4 separate regions of the Mus musculus genome follow, and all the other regions are linked to region 4. The links are chromatin contacts, called in public HiChIP or PLAC-seq and promoter capture Hi-C maps. All regions are on one chromosome and are shown on one strand. The core of a region is the stretch at or near the end of the contact, and the rest is flanking DNA. Distances in the headings are between cores, read along the strand shown. Region 1 overlaps Srgap2 (SLIT-ROBO Rho GTPase activating protein 2). Region 2 holds the start of Mapkapk2 (MAP kinase-activated protein kinase 2). Region 3 overlaps Srgap2 (SLIT-ROBO Rho GTPase activating protein 2). Region 4 holds the start of Ikbke (inhibitor of kappaB kinase epsilon).

Region 1 (3,655 bases), core at 563-3,062, 170 kb before region 4:
GAACATCATGCTGCCCAGATCAGCAGGAACTAAACTTGTTGCTTCTCTTTGCACAAAGAATTGTGCAATTTCCAGTGGGAACTCCCTGCTGGAGGTGGAGAAGCAAGGAAAAGAAGAGTGGAGAACGAGCCAGATACACAGAAATCTTTATTATACGTCTTTGCTAACCTAGCACCTGCATATGGTTAACTCTGAGACTTTGTTGGAATCTTCCAAAGAGTCGTTGTTGAAGATAGGGAAGGCATAACCTATTTTCATTAATTTCAGTTCAACATTTATACCAGTTTTGTGGTATATTCCTGGGGTTGTGAAAATAAGACATGGTGTTAGATTTGAGGTGCTTCTAACCTAGCTGGGAAACAAATGTCAGTTGCCAGTTACCTTCCAGTGTGCTGAATGTCAGAATTGTTCAAGATGCTACAGAGTGAGATCATAAAGTAGAGGAATTATGCTGTAAGGTGTTTTTTTTTGTTGTTGTTTTTGTTGTTGTTTGTTTTTTTTTTCCTGAAAACTGTGCCATTAAATAATAAAGATCTAGGGGCCAAGGAAATGGTGGCTCATTGATTAAGAGTGCATGCTGCTTTTGCAAAGGACCCAGGTATACATGTGGTGTACACACATACATGTAGACACTCACACATATACCTAAAATAAAACAAATAAATCTTAAGAGACTCAAAATAGGGATTTTCTTTATACAATTTGGGTAAGTCTACTCTGCTGAAAAAGAAAATGAAATTTCTGAGGCACTTAGTCTGTCTAGTCCAGTCATGGTGCTCACTGGTTTGTGTCTTTAATTTATTTCTGATGTTTTGTTAAATATTAAAATCAGTTTGGGACCTTTGTCACTGCCAACATCAAGATGGCTGGGAAAATCTCCACCTTCCTCAAGAATGACTGGGCGAAGGAGCCGCTGCTGGTAGTGTTCATCTCTGTCTGGGGCCTCGCTATAATTATCCCCATGGTTAGCCCACAACACCAAGTATGCTGCCATGATCAATCAGGCCACACCCTACAACTACCCAGTGCTTATGAGAGATAATGGGAACATGCCTGATATGTCCAGTCACCCACAGGAGCCTCTGGGCCCAAGTCTGCAATGGCTGAAGGACCTGTGAATGCTTCTGCTGGTGGAAGAGGCCCCTTCCCTGTTACCCTCTAACAAAAAAATGTGAACACCCCCCCCAGCAAAATCAGTTTTGACATAATCCTTGCCCAGTCTAGAGATGTATAAGATCATTTTAATTATTTTTCTTATAATGCCTTTTAAAAATAAAAGCATATACTAGGAGCTTGAGTATCTTTTTCTGATGGAACCCACAGTACTCTGCTTTTATTTTCTTGATCTTTAGTATCAGCAGTAACTTTTTAAGACTTGTGAAATCATGACTAATTCTGCAATAAGTAATACCACCATAAGTCCCATACTCTATTCAGGGACTTTAACTCCAGGCCTTCCAGTGTAAAGTTGATTGACTTCTGTCAGCTCTATTAGCCTAAGCCTGGCGTATGACTGTGTGAGTTGACTGAATCCAGACTTAAACTTTGATGTTTTGTATTTGGTTTTAATTTTATTTAGTTCAGTGTTTTTTATTCTTAGCTGACTTGGCTCTGAATATGCCCATCTATGGATTTGACCACGAGGATGTCTCCTCCCCTCTTCTTGAGGTGTGAAACAACCAGGCAAAGCATTTTCTTAGGCCAAGTTAAAGTCTCTTCTACTTCTGTTGTTGAGGCATGTGGTTGAGACATAGCTTTTGGTGTATAGTGGGTAGGCAGGGCAGAAACACTTAACCACAGATTCTCAGATGGGGAAAAGAAACCTAGGCCTAACTGGCCTGACTCATGCAGTTTTCTTGCTGTTGCTGTAATACCTAACTCACTGGACTGATCTATTTGCAAGATCATAGCTTTCGGTTATTTCTCGATAACCTTTGGTTCACCATGCTTCTTGCGCTTTGGAGGGATTTTAGTTTATATGGGAGATGCCAGTTGAAGGAGTCATTAGAAGAAGACTGTACCCCTGACCTCTCCAAAACCGAAATGGTTCATGCTTTCTTGTGTTTAGGCTCTCCAGAGGGCGTGCTTACCATCTTTGAAAGCAGTTTGCTGTATAACTTCTATATGGGCTCTATAATGGTTTGCCATTGCTCTTAGGAGCAGTTCTATGCTTGTTCAGTATCTGGTATTGGCCAGCACTGCGACCTCTGCCTCTATCAGTCTGTCTTCGTCCATCCTCTTACCTAAAGTTGGATGTTCTAGTTAGTCTGAATTTCTTTTGCTATTTCAGTTCCTCCAATGTGTCTTTCTGTCCTTTTTCCTCTGGACCATTGAAATACACTCTTCCTTTTGGCTTAGGGAACCTTTCCTGTATTCCTTTTCTGGGTAAGCCCAATCCTTAAAGTCTGGCTTCTGGAAGCCACTTCCTGAGCCTTGGACCAGGTAGACTTGCTTCTTTACCTAATAATGAGCTTATCAGGTTGCAATTCCTTCTTCTAGTCTGCTTTCTCTTGAGAACAACATTCCTTTAGAAGGCAAGCCCAGGAAGCTGCTTAAAATGAGAAAGACTTATACTGTCTTGGCATTTCCCAATATTTAAAAATTTATAAATTATTCTGAGGATAATGTAATTCCATGGTATCCCTCAGGAATTTAAATAAGAATTATCATTTATAAACTACAACAAAGATGTGAATTTAGGCAAATTTTTCTTTTAAAGTATATTAAAACATGTATTTTAATATATATTAAAATATATAATATATTTTTAATATACTTTAAAATTTAATAACTCTTGTTATATGTAAACCTATCTAGCAAGTGATATACACTATTTAACTCTTGAAATAAAGTTTGTGAAGAAAGATTTGATTTGTAAAAAAAAATTAAAAAGATATGTTTGGTTTGGATCAAATACACATTAATGTACTTAGAAGTTTAACTATTTGTTCACTTGTTTAAAAAATTGTGACTGACATTATATTGATGTGGGCTAGTTTGGAGGGAGGAAAACAGGATGTTTTCTTGATGGTACTTGTGTGTCTGACTGACAAGGGCACTTTGAATATTCTCATTGGCCGCTGTGATCTTGTGATTCTGGTCATTACCTGCTTAGAAATATAAGCATAGTGAAGGTGATAACCTTTATTTTCTACTTAAAGACATTACAGACCATCACACTTGTACATTTGCAGAATGGTCACATGCTGGATGCTGGTAACAGTTATGAAAGAGATTGTTATAGCGGGCTATGAGATTTAGGAAAAACCTAGCTAGTTTTAGCTCTGACTGAGATAGTATTCATGGTGCTTGGCCAGTCCTGGGGCAACTGAAGCTTTTGTTCATAAAGTTTCCTCTTAAGAAGATTTCATTAATTATAAAAAAATGCCCTGTGGGTATATACATTGAGTTCTTTTGTATCTGTCATAAATAATGGAGAGAAAACATTTGTCAGAATAGAACAGAGCTGACTGGATAATGCATCTCTCTCTTCTGACTTTTTGTGGGATTTCTTTTTAAAAATTTTAAAAGGTTAATTTTTATTTTTGTGTGTTCATCTATGAGAGTATATGCTTTATATATGTGTGTTTCTACAAAGGCCAGGAGAGAGCATCAGATTTCCTGGAAATGGAGTTACAGAACATTGTAAGCCACC
Region 2 (3,505 bases), core at 763-3,262, 180 kb after region 4:
ACCTCTCACACCTTCTTCTCCTTCTCCTCCTCCTCCTCTTGCTTCTCCTCCTCCTCCCTCCTTCCCCCCTCTTCATATTGATTTATTTATTGTTATATGTAAGTACACTGTAGCTGTCTTCATACACACCGGAAGAGAGTGTCAGATCTCATTACAGATGGTTGTGAGCCACCATGTGATTGCTGGGAATTGAACTCAGGACCTCTGGAAGAGCAGTCAGTACTCTTAACTGCTGAGCCATCTCTCTAGCCCCTCTCACACCTTCTTAGGACAATCGGATTCTGTTCATTTCTAGTTTGTAGTTTTGCATGGTGCCTTGCTGCCTCTGAATAGCTCATTCTCTTTCCAGCCTCTGGAAAGAAAGAGGTGATGGCTAAATGCCAACAAGAGGTCCCAAAGACCTTCTGTGGGTACATGGGGGCAATACAGAACTGAGGCAGTCAGGGTGGGAACCTCTTTCCACAGGAGCCAATGAGACCTTCCACCTCCTCATCCCCAGATTCCTTCCTTTCTCTGTCCCTGCATCTCCACAGCCTCAAGCAGTGCCTTTGAAACAGGGCGTTGTGTAGCTTTGTCTTCAGTGTGGAAGGAATCTACCCAGCTGCAGACTGAGGAGAGCCAATGTGCCTTCTATTCCCAGGTCTGTATCTGCCACACTGCTAACCCAACTACTGCATCTATCCCCCTCCCCCCCCCCCCCCCCCCAGTTAGAATTATCACCACAGGGATGAGCGAGAAGTATTGAGCACTGAAAAAGCGCTTGTCTCCTTGATCCATAGTGAGTTGGATCTCAAGAGGGGGCCTACAGTCCTCCACCTGTTCATCTCTGTCTTCCTTGGAACAAGTATCTTCCGGAAATCTAAACAGGGAACAGCAAATGAGTCTTGCCATCCTGGGCTATGTCTCCAACGCCCTTTTCTCAGGGCACTGTCTCGTCTCCAGAGTTTTGTTGGGACATATTAAAGACTTTGTGTGACCATGGGTCAGGTCTCATCTTTAATTTGTCTGTATTAGTAAGTAAACCAGAGCTTTGTATCTATCTTGTTCCTTTGTCTCATTTCTTAACTGCTGTAACAGTCAAACCCTTGTGGATCTCAGCAGTGCTACAGGCCAGTTAGGCCCAGAGATTTGTACTAGAACTAGGTTGCTTCAGGACTACTTATTGGCTATGGCCGCAGGGACCATTTCCCCAACTCTAGAACCATTTCCCAGCCCTTCCCCTTGCTCTATAATCGCAATGAATTAAGAACACAAATGTATAAGTGTACCTCCCAGAGAGACATGAAGTTTGTGGGTATTTTAAGACAGAGTCTGTCTTTGTTGTTCAGGCTGGCCCTGTGACTTGTTATCCTCCTGCTTCAGTCTCCTGCATATAGCCGGGATAACAGGTGGCTAGAGTGCCCCATTCCATCTTGGGTCATTTTGGGTTTATATAAAAATATGTTCGAATTCATAATAATTAAATTGTTCGTGGTATCACAGTAGTACATTCTTCTCAGTGAAAACCAGTAAGTCCATGAGAGAAAAAAAAAGTAAAACTCACAAGTATGTTAAGGAAATTGTTACTATTGCCTGACACCTGATCCTAGGATGAATAGTCTCTCTTATTCCCCCAGTCCTGGCCCCCGGATTCTCGCTCTGCTCGGGTACCCCTCACCCCCCACCCACAGAGTCCACGTAGAAAGATTCTTATCAATTATCCGTTTCTTTCAAAATACATCTCCTCCAATTCTCCGATGACCTGTCTTCTAGATCCAAGCAGCTGGAGGAGTGAGGGTTTTGTTTGAACTATCCAGCAGCTTTTCTTTTGCCCTCCTCCCTTTCCCCTCTGCCCGGCCCGGGTTAAGAACTAGGATGTCTCGATGCCCTCCACAAGCCCGCTTGCTCGCAGTCCCTAAGCTCTCCCGCCACTGGACTTCCTCCCCTTTAAGGCCCACCCCTCCCCCATGTCCACGCCTCCCAGTCAAGCCCCACCCTCGATCCTCCCCTTTAAGGACTAGCCCAGGACGCCGAGCAGCCTGTGACGCGGCCGCCGCCCCCGGGCTGGTACTTCTCGGCGCGGCGATTCCTCCGGCCGGGCCCTGCCGTCCCGCGTTCCCCGGAGCGCACGTCTCCGGGGGGAGGGAGCAGGGCTGGTGGGCGCCCGCGGCGCACAGCGGGACCCACGGGGCCCCGCGACCAGCCGAGCCTGGAGCCGGGCCGGGGCGGGGCAGCCGGCTCCAGCCCGGAGCAAACTTCGCCGCCGGGCGGGGCGTGGCGGGGACCCGGGCCCGAGCCGGAGGAGGGGGCGGCCGCGGCCCCTGCCTCTGCGCGCGAGTCGCCGGGCACCATGCTGTCGGGCTCTCCGGGCCAGACTCCGCCGGCGCCTTTCCCCAGCCCTCCACCGCCAGCCCCGGCCCAGCCGCCGCCGCCGTTCCCCCAGTTCCACGTCAAGTCGGGCCTGCAGATCCGAAAGAACGCCATCACCGACGACTACAAGGTCACCAGCCAAGTGCTTGGCCTGGGCATCAACGGGAAGGTGCTGCGGATCTTCGACAAGAGAACCCAGCAAAAATTCGCCCTAAAGGTAAGTCTGGGCCGCCCGGGATCGCGCTGAGATCCGGTGCAGCTTCCGGTCACCCCGCGAGTGGCCGGCACCCGAGAGGACTCACGGGGACTGCCATGTTGGGGTGTGAGTGGGATCCAGCCTGGTGGCCACTCTTGGGACCCGGACGGCCTCTGCTCGCTTTACCCGGCGCCGAGGACACGGTGGCCTCGTCCTCCCTCCCTCCTTCCTTTCTGCGGGCACAAAAGGCCCTTTACTCATTGAGCTGGTTGGTCGGTCGGTTTGGAGAAGTTCGCTCTCTGAGGTTTCCTTAACCCTACTCCTTATTTGGGAGCCGGAATGTGACTTCGCTCTCCTCGGCCTCGCGAGGTCGGCGCGCAGCGGTGGGGCGCGTCGGCGCGGAGCGGCGCGGCACTGGAGACTGGGGACCCCGCCTCCGTGCCCCGCGATCGTCTGGAACCGCCAGCGCCTGGCCTGCGCTGCCCCTTAGGCTTGCGCCGGGCTGTTTCCATTGCTCCCTCCACCGTAGGAAACCTTGTCTGTAAGCCAGGCTTGGCCTAGTGCTGGTACACTGGTCCCTGGTAGCCGGAGACTCAAAGGCAGGAAATACTATTCCTGCATTTGGGAAACCCACTCTTAATCTCTGTGGGTCTACCCGTCTCTGCTTCTGTCGGTGGTAGTGGAGAATGGGGATTTCAAAAGGTCCAAGTGAAGCAGGGAAGGCTGTCATTCAGGGTCACTGCAAAGTTTTCTTCTCTCAAGGGTTTCAGGTTACACCATATCTCTAAAGGTCACTTGTCAGGTTTCTTTCTCCTGGGGTGTCTCAATGATTGGAGGAGCAAAGTACTTCCTGTGTTATATTTTGCTCTTCCCCTTCAGCCCACACAACTTGCTTTGTTTCAGCTATTCTAGAGTACAGATAGATTGAGTTATGCGTGAGGCCGTTGTCATACACGGTCA
Region 3 (3,694 bases), core at 321-2,820, 180 kb before region 4:
AGGAAGAAGACAAAGCGTATGTGAGTAGTGTGGGTAAGAAATAATGAGATGCGACACCTCCAGGAAGCAGGGATTGTGCTGTTTTTATTCTGTTTAAAAGCACCTAAGTAGCTAGGTATGGTGGGACACATCTGTACAGCCTGCTCTTGGGAGGCAGAGACAAGAGGATTGTAGTGTTTGGGACCAGCCTGAGCCACATAACAAAACCTTATCTCAAACCTTCCCCATCTCCAAAGCAGTTCCTAGCTGTGATCTCTTCTTACTAAATGCTGCTGAATGAAGCAGGAAGTAACAAACTAAGAAGGTGTCATTGGAAATACTGGGAAGGCAAGGCTTTGAGAGGTATTTGAGGAGGTTAAGAAATCAGTACTATTATTTTTAGCTAGTTGACTAGGAATAGGGGTGAGGCATTACCTTCAAGGGGTAGGCTGTGGATGGGAGGCTGGCACCTGAAGCCCCTAGAGTTTCCTCAAATTTGTTCCACTTTCCCTGTGCTTTTCTCTCTTGGATTCTAGATTCTCAGACCCATAACCAATTTTCTCTTTTTGTGCCTTACAAATTCATGGTAAGTTTGAAGTTGATGGGGGAGATGGCAAAGGTAGAAAGTAGGATGTTCTTTGCTTTATGGTTCATTGGTTGTGATATATGGAAGAACCATTTACTGAGAAAGGGAAAGGTCAGATAGAAACTGTTTATTGCCAGGGAAAAGAAGTCTTTGGCCAAGGGATATCTAGGTTGAAACATCCAAAAGGGAACTGGGAAGATCAGGCCTGGAGTGTAGTGGCTTTAGTTCTAGATGACAAGAATTACAATCATCAGCTTATGTGGGTAATACTAAAGGAGTGTATAGGGCATAGAAAGCAGGGACAGATAACACAGGCAATCTATGACTATTGAATATCTTTCTGTACTCTGGTGGGCTTTGATGAAGGCTTGCTTATGCTGACATGTGCTCTCTCTCCATCTCTGTATCACTCTCCCTCTTTCTGTCTCCTTCCTTCTCAGTTGCTCTAAATTTATATCTTTTGTATGTGTGTGTACATGCGTTTTATCTTGTGTGTGTGTGTGTGTGTGTGTGTGTGTGTGTGTGTGTGTGTGTGTGTACGTACATACACGTGCGTGCCAGTGCCAAAGAGTCCATTAGAAGGTATTAGATGCCCTGGAGCTAGAGTTCTAGCTACTAGGAGTGGGGACATGGGACCCAAGTAGGGTCCCCTGAAAGCAGCAAGCGCTCTTAACTGCTGAGCCATTTCTTCAGCCACCAATTCTTTCACTTGGCTGGGGCAGCTCTGGGACTTCCTTCATCTGAGCTCCTGCTGACAGTGAAGCCTGTGACCTTGTTACTCTGCAGTTAGTTCATCTCTACATCTATCTATAGCTATCTAGTTGTCTTTGGTGCTAGAATAAGAATTCTCTGACACTAGTCTTAGACAGGTAACTTAATTGTATTCATTTTGATGGCATTTCTTTTAACCTATAAGGCTAGATAAAACTTTAAACAACAGCTGCCTTTTTCCTTTCTTCTGGTATGAGAAAGAGGAACCATGGACGTGACTCCAAATCACACTTGTGTTGAAAATAGCTTTAAGAGAGATCTAATCATAGACTATAAACCTCATATACATGTAGATGTACGTATATGTATACTCTCTTTGAAGGCCCATTATGAAAACCCAGGAATAAAACAAGAACTACAAAGGCAGTAGGGAAGGACTCCTCTCTGTGCTGTTCTCCCACCCCCTTACTTTTCTTTTGTATTGAATTGAATCGGGGCTTCATACGTGCTAGGAAGTATTTCACCACTGAGCTATCATTGCAGATCCGCTCCTCTTCACCTCTGTGGTAGAGGACCAGTGTGTTTTATTGTAGATGGTCAATCTTCTGATAAAAATCATCCCTGTCCTAGGTGGCTTCTGACAGGCATAGATGTGCTTCATCATTTGGTTTCAGGGTGGTAGAAACTGTCTGCACCCTGATTCCACCCCCGTCCTCCCAGGTAAATTAAGTAGTAAAGGCAAATTAAACTATGAAAAATATTTGGTTTTTTGGTTATTTTGGGCTTTTTCTTTTGCCAAGAAATATTTTCTACCACATTCTAATCCACTGTGGTGATCACCTACCCCTGTTTCTTATCTATCTGGTATTAATTTATGTAAATATAAGCAAGAGTGAATATATTCTTCCCCTATTGTTTTACACAAATGCTAGTACAGTATATAGTCTACTTAATACAGTTCTAGCATTCTGATGAGTAAAGTGTCTATTTATTATAAACACACTGGGCTATTTTCATTTGAGTGGATGCCTTTGGTCTTTGCCATTATATCCTGGGGAATATTTCTGTATTAATACAGATAAGGTGGTCATGTATCATTTTTTTATAGAGTTGCATACTATTCCATTGTATGAATCTGTCCTTCTCAAATAGACACAAGTCATTTCTGGTGCTTGCTGTTATAAACAGTGGCTCAGTGAACAAAGGCAGCATCTTAAAGGCTTGCATAGTGCTGTACCTCTAAATGAGATTATTAAGTCTTCATTCTTAGAATTCTGGTTGGTTTTATTTATTGCTAAATTCCCAATTACTGATATTCACCAGTGAAACATTGAGACTGGGACAAACATCCCTTCAGAACTCAAGAATCATTAGAATGACTGCTCCATAGAGACATACTGGCCTATCTTGGCTTATTTTAATAATAAAACCTTTAGAAATTTTAATAATGGAACCTACTTAAAGCCCTTTGCTCAATAAGTCTGAATCACTGATCACTGTGATTACTGCCACAGCAGCTGTAGAGCAATTTAACAGGGTGATAGTGAATAAGACAAATTACACTTCAGGTTCTTAATGGATTGATATGCAGAAGTATGCAAGGGGAGATGGGGGTGGGAAAGGAGTGCCTTTGAATTTCAGCACATAGCTATAAAATAGGGAACGAGGTCACTGTAGCCATTACTACTCAGAATTAGTCATGCTGCACCAAACTCTAGAGCTCTTATGGGTAAAGTGGCCTGTTCATTATAGACAACAAATTGGGCTAATTCTCTTGTTTGTGTGCCTCTGTGGAGTGGGTGGCAATGCTAGGTGATTTGCTAATTGTTTTCTTTAGAATACTCCCCTTTCTACTGCACAATGAGTAAGTTTTTGATGGGAAAAGAGGGAGGCAGACTAGTTTCACAAATAGCTCCTGGCCAAGGGAGTATCAGTTTATGCCCTGTGAATGTGAATGGTTGAAAAAGGCAGACTGGGAAAATAAGTGGGATGCTAAATGTTTCAGTCTTGCTTACAAAGTAATATAAAGTATCCCTCTGTTGGGAGCTGGGGAGAGGTGGATCAGTGAAGAAGTAAGTATGGTACTTTGTGTGTTTCTGATTTATATTTAGGGGAGACTAGTGAGGATATGGGTCATGTGGGGGTTGAGGGCAAGCTTTGAGTGGGCCCAAGAAGATAATCCAGGGGATTTGGGTGTAGGTCAACCCTTATGGACCTTTTTTGATACCTGGTCATCTTGTGGATGCCTCAACACCTGTGAGGTATTATTGATCTTGTACCTTCATTCTCTGTAACAAACACTTAGCACACATTATCTTGTTCTCCATGGAAGCCCTTGGAGACAAACAGGAGAACAATCTATTTTTTTGTTGTTGTTTATTGTTCAGGCTTCTATCTTGATGAACATGTCTTAAAATG
Region 4 (3,351 bases), core at 291-2,790:
TTTGCACCTCTGGCCCTGCTTCCTATGCTTGCACTAGTCCTCCTTTGCTGCCTAACTCAGAGCACCCAGCAAGGCTGGCAAGCCCTTCCTGCTCCCCCTACAAGGTCCACAAAACCACTGTTTGCTCAGTATGCATTGCCATGCCTTCATATCACATCCAGCATCCCGCATCTCTGGGATTAGATGCCCATGTCTCCCTTTTCTGTCCTGAGCACAGTGCCTGCTTCACAGGAGATACTAGGCTTGGCTCTTGTGTTAAAAGGTGTGAAAATCCCTGGGTGGAAAAGGAGAATAGGCTTGCCAGTGAAAGGAGAGTAAGAGTGCAGGTTCATGGAAGAACATGAGTATAGCCTGCAGCATGGTCAAAGTGACACTGCAAATACCTCGTGGGCCTGAGGGGTACCCTTACCATAAAAGTAACCCAGACTTTCTAGACTGATGGAGTAGCCACATTGAACAGGTCCACCTTGCTAGAAAAGGGGGTCTTACAGCACCTGTTAAATAATGTGCTAGAGAAAATGCATGCTTCTGTCCTCTCCAAGTCCATGATCGACAAGTGCAATCCCCCATGTTCTTGCCAGGTGGAAACCTGTAACACACAGGCTGGAGTGTGGAACCCTCAGGTCTGCCCCTCCTGGCCTCACTGTGAAAAGCCACTGTAAGGGCTCTAGCTGTCACATTATCATTGGGTGGATCTGTCAGCGACAAGCTCCGGGCCTGTTCTTGCCTCTCCTCCCTGTGGTGGGGTGGGGCTGGCAGAGGAAATCACCAGGTGTGGCCAGGGGAAAGTCCCACCAACATTCTAGAGAAACATGGAATTTCCTGGGTTTTAACCCCTTGTCCAACTGCCCACTCAGAGCTGACCAGAGCAGCACAGCCCCCCTTCCCGGCTTCCCAGGATATCTGGAGTACTGGCTTATGGCTGGGAAGGTGGGCAAATTACTAAAGGTGTACAGAACTTGATACCATCAAACATGGTCTGAAAAAAAAAAACCACTTCCCAGATTCTCCATCCCCCTGCCATCCATACTACCTAAAGCACACAGTGCATTTGAGTGGCTGTGGTCAGAAAACGGCACCAGGTGGGAGCAGGTTTTGCTGTGTGTAAGGTCAGAGTAGGGGCTATGATCTGGGTGTGTACTTGTTCTTGAAAGCTCTAAAGGAAGATAAGTCCTGTCCAGCTTCTAGGAGGGGCAAGCACAGGTCCTGGCTCTTTCTAGGCAGTTTTCAACTTGGTTAACTTGTTGGACTTCTTTAGTTAACTTTAAGCAGAGCTTTGAATTTCCCTCCAGAGATGCCAGCATAGTACTCAGTGGCCTGTCACAGAGCCCCCAGCCTCCGTTCTTGGCTTCCTTGTGGCTCAGGCGATGGCCCTATGGCTTCCACTTGACAACTCACAGAATCCTCTTTCCCTTTACTGAAGGGGGAGTGGAGGTGTGTGTGGCAGCCGTTGAGATGCCTGTCCCTTTAAGAGCGAGAGGAAGGGAGGGAAAGAGGAGGGGAGAAAGAGAGAAAGAGAGAGAGAGAGAGAAGTGAATCAGGAAGTATGATAGTTAAGAGCCTGGGACTGGGTACCCCACTGCTCTCAGAGAGGCAGGAAAGAGACCTTCAGGCTCAAGACCATCACCTGCTTTGCCTGTGGATCCTGGGGGGCCCCATAGCTACCAGGATCTTCTAGGCACTGCCCAGGATTGACTTCAAGGCCTGAATCCCTGGGGGTGCCACCCAGTTCCACAAGTCTGCATTGCCCTGCAACTGAGATAGGAGATGGGGTGAGTGTGTAGTGTCTGTGGAGGAGGGTGGTGTGGGGAAGCCAGTGGGGCAGCTTCAAGTCAATACTCAGCTGAATGCCCGAGTCCTGTGTTTTTCTTGTGGTTGCTGGGAGCCTGGTAGTGTTCTGCACTCCCTCTGTGGGAAAACACTCTCAGAACGGACTGCTTGGAGGCCAGTGAGGGGCAGGGACCATGATGGCCCTGAGAAGAACCATGATTGGCCAAAAAAAGCTCCCCTCCTGGGCTCTGCTTCTCAACATGCTGATGCAAAGCTGGGGTTCAGCTTTGGGGGCCTCTACTGGCCTCTGCTTGGGATCTTTCCCCTGGGGCCCAAATAACCAGGAGAGGTTTCCAGAACAGCTGGAAAGAAGCTGGACACCGCCCCCCCCCCCCCTCTGCTCGCTTCAAGAACTGTAGGGAAGGTGACAACAGGAACAAGTTAAAGGGCTGGGACTGGTGGCCTTTGATGGGGCTGAGAATCAAACAGCACAGCAACAGCACGAAGGGGCCTCTCATCCACCCACCCTTCTCTTTCCGGTGTAGCTCAGCTCCTGGACTTGCCCCAGACAGAAAGCAAAACACACACTTGCCAGGGAGAGTCTTTGCCTGATTCTGAGCCACTTGGAGTGCAGGTATGTGTATCTGCCACAGAGGAGCCCCCGAGGAGGATAGGAGTCTGTGGGCAGGCTGGCGTTGACTCACAGAAGGCTGCTGTGCTGCACCTTCTATGCACAGAGGGTCTTGGGGATGGGAGGGTGGATGGGAGGATGATCCAGAGATAATCCAGATGTGCCACAATCAGAGCTTCTAGGTACAGAACCCAGGGCCATGCTGCCCATCTGGGATGCTGTTCTGTGCACCTCACTGCCCGCCTTCCTGACTGCAGCTATGCTTTGCCCCAGTAGCAGGGCTTGGTTGAGGACCAGCCTAGGTAGAGTCATGAAGGTGACACAATCTGCTGCCCCCAGCTGAAGGTGACACAATCTGCTGCACCCAGCTCCCAAGACTGCAGCCTTGGCCTCCACTTCAGTGCCCTGTCTGAGCCTTGCATTGGGCTGACTCCTCAGCCATACAGAGAAGCATGGACAACTCGTTCATGTTGCCTTCAGAAGGTCTCATCAGCATCCTTACCTTTGCCTAAAGCAAACATGTGTGTGTTGTCTGAAACTGGGGTGTGACTACTGATCTCTTTAAATGGCTTCTGGCTCAAAAGCTTACATTCTCCAAAGTTTGCATTTTCTTTTGTTTTTATTTATTTACATTCCAAATGCTGCCCCCACTTCCCAGTCCCTTTACTCCATCCCCCTTCCCCTTTGCCTCTGAGAGGGTGCTCCTCCACCCATCCCCTTACACCCACTTCACATACCCCAACCTCCCGCATCTCCATGCATTTTTAAATCAGACTACAAGCTGGGCTATAGCTCACTTGGTTTGTAAAGGGCATGCTTAGCTACCATGCATGAAGCCAAGGATTCAGCCCCCAGCACCAAGGTGATAGGGGAAAGTGGTACACACTCATAACCCATGCATTTAGGAGGTAGACACACAAGTTCAAGACCATCCTCAATACCAGTGCAGG

What was found. Promoter capture Hi-C pulls out the DNA fragments that hold promoters and counts their contacts. HiChIP or PLAC-seq counts read pairs in DNA pulled down with a chosen protein or histone mark. Capture Hi-C pulls out chosen DNA fragments and counts their contacts.
Region 1: a contact with region 4 is called in a promoter capture Hi-C map of macrophages, with 7 read pairs. The contact joins the enhancer-like site here to the promoter of Ikbke in region 4. A contact is called at or near these places in 2 of 39 promoter capture datasets (HPC-7-derived erythroid cells and macrophages), 1 of 15 datasets of contacts at CTCF or cohesin (CD8 T cells), 2 of 484 Hi-C or Micro-C datasets (Th1 cells and nephron progenitors), 5 of 115 datasets of contacts at active chromatin or transcription factors (CD8 T cells, the SCID.adh cell line, bone marrow-derived macrophages and 2 more) and 2 of 9 other capture datasets (adipose tissue and macrophages).
Region 2: a promoter capture Hi-C map of adipose tissue shows a contact between it and region 4. The contact joins the promoter of Mapkapk2 here to the promoter of Ikbke in region 4. A contact is called at or near these places in 16 of 39 promoter capture datasets (the 3T3-L1 cell line, 3T3-L1-derived adipocytes, the C10 cell line and 9 more), 11 of 484 Hi-C or Micro-C datasets (CD8 T cells, ECoMG myeloid progenitors, the HPC-7 cell line and 6 more), 37 of 115 datasets of contacts at active chromatin or transcription factors (the 230-238 cell line, CD8 T cells, DN3 thymocytes and 23 more) and 3 of 9 other capture datasets (adipose tissue, liver and pancreatic islet).
Region 3: a contact with region 4 is called in an H3K27ac HiChIP or PLAC-seq map of bone marrow-derived dendritic cells, with 5 times the contacts expected there. The contact joins the enhancer-like site here to the promoter of Ikbke in region 4. A contact is called at or near these places in 5 of 39 promoter capture datasets (hippocampal neurons, liver, macrophages and 1 more), 3 of 115 datasets of contacts at active chromatin or transcription factors (the HPC-7 cell line, bone marrow-derived dendritic cells and microglia) and 5 of 9 other capture datasets (adipose tissue, embryonic stem cells, liver and 2 more).

The regions. Positions count from the first base shown.
Region 1 is chr1:131,444,903-131,448,557 of GRCm38.p6, reverse strand. All of the region lies in intron 2 of Srgap2 (SLIT-ROBO Rho GTPase activating protein 2), which reads left to right. It also overlaps the pseudogene Gm29487. Among named protein-coding and RNA genes, the nearest start is that of Srgap2, 81 kb to the left of the region's middle. Within about 2 kb of position 1,812, at least 57 of the 459 cell types and tissues checked have an H3K27ac peak or open chromatin away from gene starts, as enhancers often do. A contact at or near this core is called in CD8 T cells, the SCID.adh cell line, Th1 cells and 4 more, where this site is marked.
Region 2 is chr1:131,096,350-131,099,854 of GRCm38.p6, reverse strand. Mapkapk2 (MAP kinase-activated protein kinase 2) reads left to right here and starts at 2,012. Exons shown (of 10, transcript NM_008551.2): 1 at 2,012-2,566. The coding sequence starts at 2,330.
Region 3 is chr1:131,462,022-131,465,715 of GRCm38.p6, reverse strand. The region is part of intron 2 of Srgap2 (SLIT-ROBO Rho GTPase activating protein 2); the gene reads left to right. Among named protein-coding and RNA genes, the nearest start is that of Srgap2, 63 kb to the left of the region's middle. Within about 2 kb of position 1,570, at least 21 of the 459 cell types and tissues checked have an H3K27ac peak or open chromatin away from gene starts, as enhancers often do. A contact at or near this core is called in the HPC-7 cell line, bone marrow-derived dendritic cells, macrophages and 1 more, where this site is marked.
Region 4 is chr1:131,277,752-131,281,102 of GRCm38.p6, reverse strand. It overlaps Ikbke (inhibitor of kappaB kinase epsilon), which reads left to right and starts at 1,540. Exons shown (of 22, transcript NM_019777.3): 1 at 1,540-1,772; 2 at 2,316-2,404. All of the region lies in intron 1 of Gm51644 (a long non-coding RNA gene), which reads right to left.